Regions from separate parts of the Mus musculus genome. Here region 1 is linked to region 2. The links are chromatin contacts, called in public promoter capture Hi-C maps. All regions are on one chromosome and are shown on one strand. The core of a region is the stretch at or near the end of the contact, and the rest is flanking DNA. Distances in the headings are between cores, read along the strand shown.

Region 1 (6,129 bases), core at 1,610-4,109, 47 kb before region 2:
CGATGGAACCATCAAAGAAAACTGTGACATCATTATCCAAGCCATGACAAAAATCCAAAAGGAACTGCAAAAGATTGACGAGGCACTGAAAGACCAACTAGAGCCAACCCTTTATAGGAAGCTGCAGGATATTAAGGAAAGGGAGACGGAGAAGATTGCCATCGTGCAGAAGGTCATTTCTGTCATCCTGGGAGAAGCTACATCTGCAGCCAGTGCAGTGGCTGTTAAACTGGTGGGCTCAAGTGTCACAACTGGCATAATTAGCAAGCTGGTCTCTGTGCTAGCTCACATCGGGACTTCTCTCCTTGGAAGCATTGGCGTTGCCGTGCTCAGCCTCGGGATAGATATGATCATTCAAGCCATCTTGGGAGCAGTGGAGAGGACACAGCTTCAGGCAGCCATCAAAAGTTATGAGAAGCACCTGGAGGAGTTCAAGGCTGCCTCAGCAAAGTACCATCATGCTATCACTGAGGTTGCCACTGCTGTGAAGCGCCAGCTAAGATGAACAGGCAGGTGTCTACACTGGGATACTTTGTGCTGCCCTCTCTGGCACCATGCTTATTTCTTTAGGGTAATTTTCCATTTGTCTCCAACAACGTGGATACAGATAAACAATTTGGGGTGCTTGGGTCTTAGGTCAACAGTGAGTGTCCAAACCAGCTGTAGTAGACCCTCAGGGGATAAAGCTCTATCCAGTTTTCTTACCCTGTTGTCAGAACCACTGAGGTGTAAAGGCATCATAGACCAGCAGGCACAGGCTATTGCTTCCTTGTTCGCAGCAAATGTCTTCAAATATTCCTGCTAAATGGAGAGACCATTCCCATTTCCTGTTTCAAACATCACTTAATGTCTAATAAGACAGACTTAATAACATCTGACTAGACACAGACCTGTGACCTTCAAGTAAAACATACATAGTGCTGTTATTTTTACCCCCAGATCAAAAACAGTTGTTTGTGAACTGGAAAAGACTGCAAAATCATATCAACATTTTCTTCCACCAGATTAAATACAATTGTCTGCCACCCGGAAATGAAGGCAGAGCAACCTCAACAACATTATGTTCCAGAATGAACGAAAGCCATGCATCTGCGAGGTTCTCCTCAGTTCAAAGCGTGGCTGGATGGATTGGGAAAGGATGAGATAATAAATGTTGTCTGTAATGCAGTCAATATTGACCACCTGTTTGTCATCTATCTCTTGAGTGGTCAAAGTGTGTGGAACATTGTAAACAAAACAAGGCATAAAATGCAGTGATCCCTGCATAAAATATGTTAGAGTGAAGAAAAAGGCTCACTCCCTGTTAAGAATTTGTTGATTAAAGGAAAGTAATTAATTTCTATTTTTCAGGGGGATAATTTTATTTTCAGTACCACCAAAAAGAGGCAGCTCCCTCTGCCCCATAAAGCATTTGCAGACCTATGTTAATTGCCTCCTGAACTCAGGAAAAGGAGAGGCCATGGAGGCCTATTGATGGAACTTAGTTTCTCTAGATACAGCATTTGTTTTCTAAACCTTTATCTAACCATTCTCACTAAGCCGTTTTTAGGGTCTACTTCAAAAACCATTGTATGTAACAATGTTGAGATAGTCCTGGTTATAGTCGTTTGGTTTTTAACGCAAAGACAAAAATAAATCATTGGTATAAAGTATCCAGTATATCTCAGGAAAATTTTACAAGCAGATGAAGAATTTTAACTAGCCACATAACTTTTCCAAATGTATTAATTTCTATGTTATCACTGGTTTTATAAATTAGTTTCAAAATATCACAATTTGTGTCACTTTCTAAATTTATTACCTGGTTTTTATTTTATGAACTAATAGGTCTTGCTATTACTGACACTCAAAGAGTAATCAAAACAAGAATTAATGACATTCCCAGGCATCAAGGCTTCTAACTGTAATTCAATCCATCTAAACAATGAGACAGAGGGATAGGGAGATGGTGGCCAGCCCAGATTATTTATTGAATACTTATTTTTTTTCCCACTAAGTCAAAGGTAGTTTTAGTATGGTACTGATGTTACATTGTTAGGGAACACATTTGTTTTAATATAAATTGTAAATGTTCTATTGGTTATTAATTCATTGTAACATTAGTGCCTATCTACAACATCCTAAAAATTAATATACACCTCAATCAGTTCTTTCAAAGTACTTGATGTCAAAAATTCCCTTAGGACCTTTTCTGTTAAGGATGCTGAAACTAAGTTGAAAAATAACCAAGTGTGAGGGTGTTTTTGGTTTTTTGATTTGTGTTTTTTTGTTTTTGGTTTTTTGTTGTTTTGTTTTGCTTTTTGGTTTTTTTTCGAGACAGACCAAGTTCACACTTTATGAAGATTTCGTTTTAAATGCTTACCTTTAAGGGGAAAGGATGGGGAGGAGTCTTAAGGAATGGGGATGTAGAAGGGAAATATAATAGCTATTTCTGGTTATCAGCTATATCTAGAACAAACCACAATCCAGAATTGGAAGGTTCACCTGTGATCCAGATCTTGAGGCTGGGAAATACAAGTTTCTGACCTTGATCTTGGCATGGAAATCTTGAGGCATAGTGGCTATGTATCCCCAGGAGAGTAAGGTAAGATCTCTGAGTACAAGGCCCAGATCCAGGCGTGGCGGTACACACCTTTAATCTGAACCACACCTTCTTCTGGAGATCTATAAGACATTGGAAGATGGAAGTTTTTCTCTTCCTCCTCTGCTTGCATTTACTTGCCAGCCCATCAGTTGGAATCTACTAGCCTGGTGGGACTGAGCAACTCCTAGATCCTTGGACTTCCCATTCACAGCTGACCATTGTTGGGGAGGTGGACTACAGACCGTAAGTCATCATAACAAAGTCCCTTTCTATATAGAGACTATCCACAAGTTCTGTGACTCTAGAGAACCCTCAAAGGAAGACTTCAGATAAATCTAGAGTGTGCAATGACATCATAAAGGAGTTTGGGTTGATGCAAAGTTCATTTGAAGTGTTATGTAATAACTTCTCCTCTGGAAAATCGACAAATGTACCGTTTCTCTTTTAAAATATACATTTTCGTGTAGATTTATGAGTCTCCCCTAGGAACTATTTGTTCAGTTCATCACATGCTGTAGGTTTAGAGGGCTGATGTTTGCTGAGCACCTTAGACTCGGTGCCCAGTGTTATTACCTAACTTGTTTTCTATGGAAGCATTCCTGAAAAACAGCATCCATTTACACACGACAACTAACACAGATCCAATGGCCGACACAGAAGCGTACGCATACCGCTACCTAGTGTGTCCCCAGAGAGAAGCAGTTGCGGAAATGCGTCAGAATTCTGAGAACAATTGGCCAATCAAATAGCAGCTTCCTTACTTTTTATTTCTATTGGGTTATATTAGTGTCAATCTACAATACTCTGGAATGAGGCGGGTCTCTTGGCCTATAGTTATCCAATCGGATAGTGAATGAGAGCGGAAGTACCTCTGGCTCTGAAGTTGTTGTATTCGCTCTATGGGCCCAGTGCCTGGCAACGCGGTGAGATCGCGGCCAGCGGGAACAGGAAGTGACGTGAGCTGGCGGAGGGGCGCGAGGTTTCAAGATGGCGGTTCCCGGGTGGTTGACCGAGGGGCAGAGGTGAAGGCCCCTTCGCAGAGAGTCCTCCGGGACCGCCCGCTAGCTGCTCTCGCCGTCCCGGGAGCCTCGCAGTCGTGTGAGTGCGTGGGGACTCGGTGCTCCGTTTTCCGCGACCCTCCCCGGGGCCTGCGAAGCCTTCTCTGAAACACCAGGCCCAGAGGCCGCGCTCTTCCTCCGCTGGGCCCGGGGTGGCGGGAGCCTCGGGTTTCAGGGCTCGGGGCCGGCCTGGCACTGCGTCCGACGGGTTCTCGGGCGGGATCTCCCGCCGGGTCAGACCCACCGCCCGAGTGCGGCGACCGGTGGCGGCGGGCTGACGTCTAGCCGCTCGAGTCGCTATCAACCGTCGCTATGGTTTCGGCAGTTGCTGTGAGGCCTCCTGGAGTGGACCCGGACCGGACCGGACCGGTCGGGTTGCGTTTGTGCTGCCTGGGTTCCCATGGTCTTTTGACCTTGTCTCTGCCAACGTTTGCAGGCAGAGGCACTATGGTCTTGTAAAAATTCTCCTTGACTCGTAGCTGATTGGTTTTTAGGTGTGTGTGATGGGATGGCGTCAAAACGAGAGCCCGAGGCTGGTTTAAGAAGGGAAACACTAAAGAAAAGATCAAAAATAGAATTTGTTGTATCCGTGCCTTTTTGTAGTTCCCTATAGTCAGTACCCTTCTCTTCCCTTCTTCCCAAACTCCTGCCCCTTCTGCTTTCTGATAGAGAAACATCTGTAATGACATAATCGACACCGATCAGTTCTGAAATATCTGGGAAGCAGCAGGGAGCCGGCCAGCTGAACGCTTGATGAAAAAAAGCATTAACTAAAACAACTTACAGAGTCCCACCTAAGGAGCCAAGGGAATTAGAGTCTCAAATTTACCTCGGGATCTTCCCTTTCCTAATGTAGAAAGAAAGTAGATTTGTTTAATGCTTAAAGGGGGAGCCACAGGAGATGTAGCCTGTAGGAAAGTGTCGCACACTTTGAACAGGAAATATTTGTTCCTTTTTTTACTATGGGCAAGGCTAATTTTTGGAAGTTTCATTCATTTGGAATGGAAGAGAAAGAAGTGATAATAATGAAAGCCTGGCCTTAAAATATTTCCCTACCGTGACTACCACTTTTAATTCCCTCAAAATACATAAATCAGGAGTCATATGTGCTAGTAAGAATATACTTTAATGTTAAGTTTGAGGAGTTCTAATACTTCATTTTTTATTTCTTTTGTTTGAGAGTCATAAATCATTTGATTTGGTATTAAATCAAGATAAATATGTTTGAATGGATTGCATTTTGCCATCTGGCGTGTGGAATGAGCAGTCTAAGGAGAAAGTAAAGAGCATGTATTTGTCTTTAACCCAGATTCATTATCTCCACTCCTGTTTCATATCCCCTTATACAGGTCGGAAAGATGTCCTCAGGGTTTGCATTGCATTGTTAGAATATTTCTCAATTGGTTTTGGTTTGTTTTGAGATCGTCTCATATGGCTCAGTCTATATTCCAAACAATAGCATTATAAGTGCAAAGTTCTTGTTGATTTCTTTATTCAGTTAACAGCACTATATAATCCATAGGAAAGGGTTAAACTTTTGAGTAGTTAATGATATTCTCACTGTGTTGACTAGTACAGATACTAGCCTTTTCTTTGTGGTCAAGAAAGGTAAAGAAAGCCGGGCGTGGTGGCGCACGCCTTTAATCCCAGCACTTGGGAGGCAGAGGCAGGCGGATTTCTGAGTTCGAGGCCAGCCTGGTCTACAGAGTGAGTTCCAGGACAGCCAGGGCTAGCTATACAGAGAAACCCTGTCTCGAAAAAAAAAAAAAAAAAAAAAAAAAAGAAAGGTAAAGAAATAATTTCTTGGATGCTTCATTCAAAATTAAAGAGCACGGTCTTACAAGTAGAGAACCAAAGGGATATTTCTTTACAGAAATTGATGCAAATTCGTAAAAGGAAGTCTTTTTACACATACAGCAAAACTGAGTTCTTTATATCTTTTCTTTCCAGTTTTTTTTTTTTTTAATGAAGAAGTAAATCATATAAATTGTCACCATGGGACGAAGATCAACATCCTCCACCAAGAGTGGGAAGTTTATGAACCCCACAGACCAAGCCCGTAAGTACGGAAGGAAGAAGTAGAAGGGTTAAAACTGGCAGACTCTTTCATGGTGGCCTAAGTTCAGCGTTGGTAGAGTGGGGTGTGTGAGGTCATGTAGAATTCTTAAAATGGACTCATGGTTAGAATGTTGAGAGTGTAAGCTGCTTAACACATTTCTCCTCATACTTGACTGGCTAGCAGGAGAAAATTAAGTCTTTTTTATGTTAGAATTTTTAACAAATGAGTTTTTAAGTGTGTGATTTGAGAATCCCTTTTCTTCCTTGTGGTTCAGTTATTTTTCTGTAAAGAACACATCTTGGCATTTTGGGTTGAGAGGGTTGGAAGCACTAAGTTCCCTAGTGGGTCAAAGCCATGTTTGTTCCATTCACCGACACTGTTAACAGTTGTAGTAGCTCATAGTAATGTTGGTGATGGAAGTGTGAGTT
Region 2 (5,999 bases), core at 970-3,469:
GGGGATCTGACACCCTCATCTGGCCTCCATGGGTACCTGCATACACAAGTTGCAAATAAACTCATGAAGGTACTCACATAAACAAACAAACAAATCTTAAAAAAAAAAATGAGTCCCGTGTATAGAGCATTTCCTTTTAGTAACCCTATCCACTGCTGTTCAATTTAAGGAGCAATACAAAATGTCCTCCTTTTACTAAACACCCGTACTAGTTAGGCTGAGGCAAAGGAACCAGACGGTCCCAATTCTATGCCAAGAGGCAGAACTCCTACCTGTAGTCACCCTCAGGGTCTGTTCAAAAGCTGTGTTCTGTTGAAGGCCATCCCCTTGGGGTCCTGCAAAGGGGGATACCACCAGCTAGAAAATAGACACCCCAGAAAGGCCATTCAAGTGACGTTGGGAGGGGTTGAAATGTAGATCGTATAGATTCCTTTGGGGCGGGGACCTTACTTCTCTTTAGATTGGTCGGATTCCCCCATGGTTCCAATACTTTGCTTGGGAAGGTTGAAAATGCGGTTTAAATTACTTCCATGAAAGATGTGTCATGCCAGTTAACTCGTTCAGTTTTCACATTTGGAAGTCAACATTGAAAACAATGAAGTCCGACCCACCAGCCAGTGCCTCTGTTGAACTCCTAAACCCCCTGTTAAGTACAGGTCCTCTTCTCGCAGCTGCACAGGCAGATACCAAATCCACCTGTCCCAAGCCGGAAGTCGTTATCTTTTAAACCCGCGGACTTTCAGGATTTTAACTATCAGCAAACACCTTTGGGCATCACCCTTGAGTCCTCCCTCTCCCTGGGATCTCAAATTCAAGAAAATACCAGGTCCCGTTGATTCTCTTTTTAGACCTTTTGAGCCCATCTCCTGCTTCTGCCTTTCCCCGCTTTGACTCACGGGTACCATAGAAACAGAAGCCTTATATAAAGGCTCTGATTTTGTTTGCCTCTCTCCGGGACATTTCTTCCTTGACAGCGTGAGTGGGCTTTTCAAAAGTCACGTGACCAGCTGTGGAACTGGCTCAGTAAGTAGAGAGCTTGCCACGCAAGAGTGAGAACTTGAGCCTGGATCCCAGACTCCACATACTGTCAGATGCAGTAGCACACAAATGGAATCCCAGCACGGCCTCAGGGGGAGAATGGAGACTCCTTGGAGATCCCACCCAGATGCGTGAGTTTACCACAAACAGCTGTGAACAAGAGACTCTGTCTCAAGGTAGAACATTAATGCTGACACTCAAGGCTGCCCTCTGACCTCTCTCTACATGTGCACCATGATATGAACACACATACATTGTTTAGAAGTCATTTGACTTACGTGGGGGACTAAGCTAAATCCTCAGATCACAAATTGAAAAAATAAAAATTGACCATGTCAAGTGCTCTTTCTGACTTTTAGAATATAGTCCGAACTCCCAGTCCCTGTCATACCTCTGCCTAGTCCTCTGATGCCTTCTGTTACCACCCGACGCCACAGCATGTCAACCAAGCTGTATCCCTTGTTTCCTCAAATATACCTCACCCTTTCCCACCTCTGTCTTTTCACAATCCATCCTCTTGCCTAACACTGCCGTCCTCCTTCCCACTCAGCCAACGCCCGTTTATCCTCCAGAGCTCAGCTTAGGGACGTTTATGCTCTCCGGGAAACTTCCTTGACTTCTGGACTCATGTTGACTTTCCCCTGCATGCCCACTGTGCTCTGTTCTTTTCTCCATTGTTGACCTTAGCTCTTCATTCATCTGATGTTCGTCTATCCCGTTAGAATGAACGTGTGATCCAAGCGGACATTCATGCATCCACACCGTTGGTGATTGTGTCCCCAGAGCCTTGCTACCATCCAACCCGTAGTGAAGAGCTGATAGATGGAGGTTGGCTGGACCGCAGATGCGCAGCTCATCCTAGTAGACGCTTGTGTTTTGTTGTGCAGCTAAAGCTGAAGTACTAATGGGCTGTCACTGCTGTGCTTGCCGTAAGCCCTTCGACCTTTATTTTCCATTTCATAAAGCCTGATATGTAAAATATACTGCTCCCTTCTTCTCTTCCCTCTTCCCAGTGATGTGTCACAAACGGGTGTATTTTTATTGGATGAGGCCCTGGTAATCCTGTCGTTTATAGCTCTGACCTTTCTGTGTGCAAACACACAAAGTGAACTTTGCTTTACCTCCTACCATAATGTGCCTGCTAATTACTGGCAGCCAGGCTGAGTCTCACGGCCCGTGTGACCAGTGTGGCAAGACCAGAAAGGTGCGTGGGGAAGAGAAGACCAAGGGACTCTGCTAGCGACTCTCCAGAGGGGCTCCCTGTGTCTCTAAAAGCGAGCAATCCAGGGGGGCATGGTGCTACGGTGAGCCAGGTCATGACGTCACTGCTGGGCTTGGCTGTGCGGTTACTGCTCTTCCAGCCCGCGCTGATGGTGTTCTGGGCCTCTCAGGTGAGGCAGAACTGCCGCAATGGCAGCTACGAGATCAGCGTCCTGATGATGGACAACTCAGCCTACAAAGAACCTATGCAAAACCTGAGGGAGGCTGTGGAGGAAGGACTGGACATAGTGCGAAAGCGCCTGCGTGAAGCCGGTAAGACTATGGGAAAGGACTCCTTCTTGCTATGTACGACCTTTTGCTTCAAGGCAGAGACCTCGCAGACTTTGCCCAATCACCCAAACTCCTCTAAATTCATCTCAGAACTCCATTCTCTTTCCTTCCCGGGGAGAGGGGTTGGAGTGAGCTGTGGTCCACCCCACCCTGCTGGAAGAAAAGGTAAAGTGCTCACAGCAGTGACATGCCCTACTTAAATCTGGGTTTCTGGCCAGCTGTAGACATCATGCCTCCTTCTGTAGCCGTTCAGAGGCAAGATTTGGGCTGGATCTGAAATTTCATAAGGCTCCTGGGCATACAGATACTGAACCTTTCTCCACACCTCTTATTCATAGAAAGATTTTTTCCCCTCTGGCAGTGCAGACTCTCCCTGCCTCTCGTGGCTCTCGCTGTCAGATATAGACAGGGTTATACATTTATGATTGAATTCATTGTTGCCTTTCTTGACCTTATCTTTTATTTGTAAAAAAAAAATCAATTTTATAATTTGACATAAAACACGTAAAGAAGGACCAAGTGCCTGCAATAATTTTGTACTGCCTGAATACTCTTTCTCGGTGTCTTGTTTTTGAGACCTTGGTGATTAGTATGGCACAGGGACGATTTTACATCTTCTCTGTCACAACACATCATCCTGCAAATGACTTTCTTAGGGCTACATTGCTACCTCAGTCATCATATGAATCCCTTAGACTAGAAACCATCCCAATTATCTAAAAATTCTCTTCTCAAGAAATATCTAATCGTTTTTAATTTCTTGTGGTTATTTTTTTTACAGTGCTACGATCCTTTTTCTTATATATAGTTCTTTTCCATTCCCAGAGACTCCATTGTCACAAATAGAATTACTGAGTCACTGGGTACTTGGTACATCTTAATGGTTACTTTTGGTCTTAAAGGTGGCATATAATAATCTTCTGTCTAAAACCTTGTGACAAGAATTTACTTCTGTGCATGCATGTAATCTTCCCAGATGTGTCCAGACTAGATTCAGACGCACATGTGCCAGTCTGATGTAGACCTAAGTAGAACTGAGAGGCTGTGTAATAACATGCACATGTTTACTGAGGGCATGATATAGCACACACATGTGTGCTGAGACAGGGTGGTCCGTGGTAAAGAAGTTGGATCTTCGACCTGGGTTAAGATTCTGTCTGTTAGCCTGGGTGTTAAGCGTGGCCATCTCATAGAGGCTCCATTTGTTTCCTGAGAATTTGCCACATGCTAGACAAGTTCTGGAGAATGTCTCATCACACCATCTCTTTAGTCACCACAGCTCTGTGGGTTGGCATGGTGGACAATGGTGTCACAGCAGATGCAAACCACCTTACATCCATTGAAGCAAGATGCAGATCCACTTCTGCCTGAGTCCTATGGGTGTATCATGTTGCCACTGCAAGTGACCCACCACTAACTACACCTCTCACTAAGACAGAGCAATGGAACACTATCATCAGCAAAGATTCGGATTCTGATGGAATTTGGTTCATTGTCCTGCCTGACTATTTACCATAGCTATCACCTGAAGCAAGTTGCCTAACTTTCCTGGTGCTCAGTTTCCTCACGTATAAAACCAGAATAAATGGCAGTCCTGACTGTGGGTAGAACAGGCATTCAATAAGAAAACCCATGGACGCATTTCAGGCAGTGAGGCATATGGGTAACCCATTGCCATTTTGACGAGGTTTTAAAGGTGTTCTAGTCCCCATTAGGAACAGCATTGATGGGAGTGTTGCTGTTACTCAGAGAGGATGTTGCTTGACACATCAAACAAATAGCAGAAAATATTGGTTACCCCCTTGGTTCTGAGTACGTGCAACCTGAACGTGAATGTCTGCTCTGTTATTAATTGAGTGACAAGTTGGTTTTCATTCACTACTCTCATTTGTATCAGTCATAATGCTCAGACAGAAGGATGGGTTCGTAAAGGGAGAGTTCTGTGGAAGAAGAAACAGGCATGCCTAGAAATTGGCACTTGACAACCCATTTTTGCTCCCTCATACTGAACACAAGAGATGCAGGTTAGAGAAGAGAAAGACACTGTATTCTAAATATGTTGAGCATATTTGGAGTGTTTGACATTTGGAAAAAATTTAAAACACTGTATGAGAGCTATTATTGGAAAATATTGATAATTTAAAGGTTGTAGTTGACATCCCGAAGTTAGTGAATAATTTTTGTTATTTTTTTTTGTGTATGTGTGTGTGTGTTGTTTGTTGTTTTGGTTGGTCGGGGGGGTTTTGTTTTGTTTGTTTGTTTTTTAGACTTAGTGACGCTACATGAATATTGAAGAATAAGTAGATAGTAATGTGTGAAAATGGTACAAATAATTTGGAAAGAGATCCCTCCAGTCCCAAGCCCTCAGTTCCTTGAGGACATGTGTTCCATGACTAAGTCCATACCCTGTGTGTGGTCCCATACATTGAGACCCTTCCCCAGACCTCAGAGGGGAACGCCTCTTCCCCATTGACTCTGGATTATGTCACGACGACATAAAACTGCCAGGGCAAGGAATGTGCTTATTTTTAAAGTTTCAATTTGAAGTCATACCATTGTTTGACAAAAAAATAAAAAAGTTCAATCTTTAAAAGAAAAAAAATCACCCCAAATCTGGAGAGATAAACTGAGGATAATCCTCTATCAAATTAAACTACTAGAACAGTGAACTGTAAAATACGTATTGACATCATGGTACAATAGTTCTGTGTCAATGGGTCTCAAGAGTGGATCTTAAAAAAAATCAAGGGCCCTGAATAGTTTCTTATGGTTGTACATATTGATGTTTATTAGATTGAGAATTAAACGCTTGCTCACTAAAAAGTGACAAACAATTTACTAGCTAACATACATTTCATTACTAAAGAAATTTTTTATTTTTTAAGTCAAAAAAAAAAAGAGGAGGGTGAAGGAATGAAATTGATGTAAATGTCTGTGAGTGTCTTTAATGTTCAGCTTAATATATAAGAAGGACATAGTCTTCTGGTTGCTTCTGTATTCAATCTGCTACAACAATCTATATTCTCTAGTTTCTAGAAAGTTCCATTAGAAACAGAGTGGGAAAAGTGAAGGGCTGGTACAATTACGAAAACAGCTGTGAGCTCACAGGGTTGTCCCTCCCCCTCCAAAGTGACTCAACACTCCCCATCAGTGTGCTTCTCAAGAACCACTGTCAGTAAGAGCTCAAAGCTGCTCCAGAACCTCAAAGCTGCTCTAGAACCTCAAAGCTGCTCTAGAACCCCAAAGCTGCTCTAGAGCCCCAAAGTTGCTCTAGAGTCCCAAAGTTGCTCTAGAGCCCCAAAGTTGCTCTAGAGCCCCAAAGTTGCTCTAGAGCCCCAAAGTTGCTCTAGAGCCCCAAAGTTGATCTAGAGTCCCAAAGTTGATCTAGAGCCCCCAGAGTTGATCTAGAA

What was found. Capture Hi-C pulls out chosen DNA fragments and counts their contacts.
Region 1: a contact with region 2 is called in a promoter capture Hi-C map of pancreatic islet. The contact joins the promoter of BC049715 here to the promoter of Gucy2c in region 2. A contact is called at or near these places in 1 of 39 promoter capture datasets (macrophages), 6 of 484 Hi-C or Micro-C datasets (the AML12 cell line, brown adipocytes, cerebellum and 2 more), 2 of 115 datasets of contacts at active chromatin or transcription factors (both in embryonic stem cells) and 3 of 9 other capture datasets (adipose tissue, liver and pancreatic islet).

Annotation. Positions count from the first base shown.
Region 1 is chr6:136,825,573-136,831,701 of GRCm38.p6, reverse strand. BC049715 (cDNA sequence BC049715) reads right to left here and starts at 2,859. Exons shown (of 3, transcript NM_178776.3): 1 at 2,633-2,859; 2 at 706-801. It overlaps Wbp11 (WW domain binding protein 11), which reads left to right and starts at 3,486. Exons shown (of 12, transcript NM_021714.4): 1 at 3,486-3,682; 2 at 5,593-5,701. The coding sequence starts at 5,638. Smco3 (single-pass membrane protein with coiled-coil domains 3) reads left to right here. Exons shown (of 2, transcript NM_001039558.2): 2 at 1-1,771. The coding sequence ends at 505.
Region 2 is chr6:136,777,962-136,783,960 of GRCm38.p6, reverse strand. Gucy2c (guanylate cyclase 2c) reads left to right here and starts at 2,219. Exons shown (of 27, transcript NM_001127318.1): 1 at 2,219-2,571. The coding sequence starts at 2,355.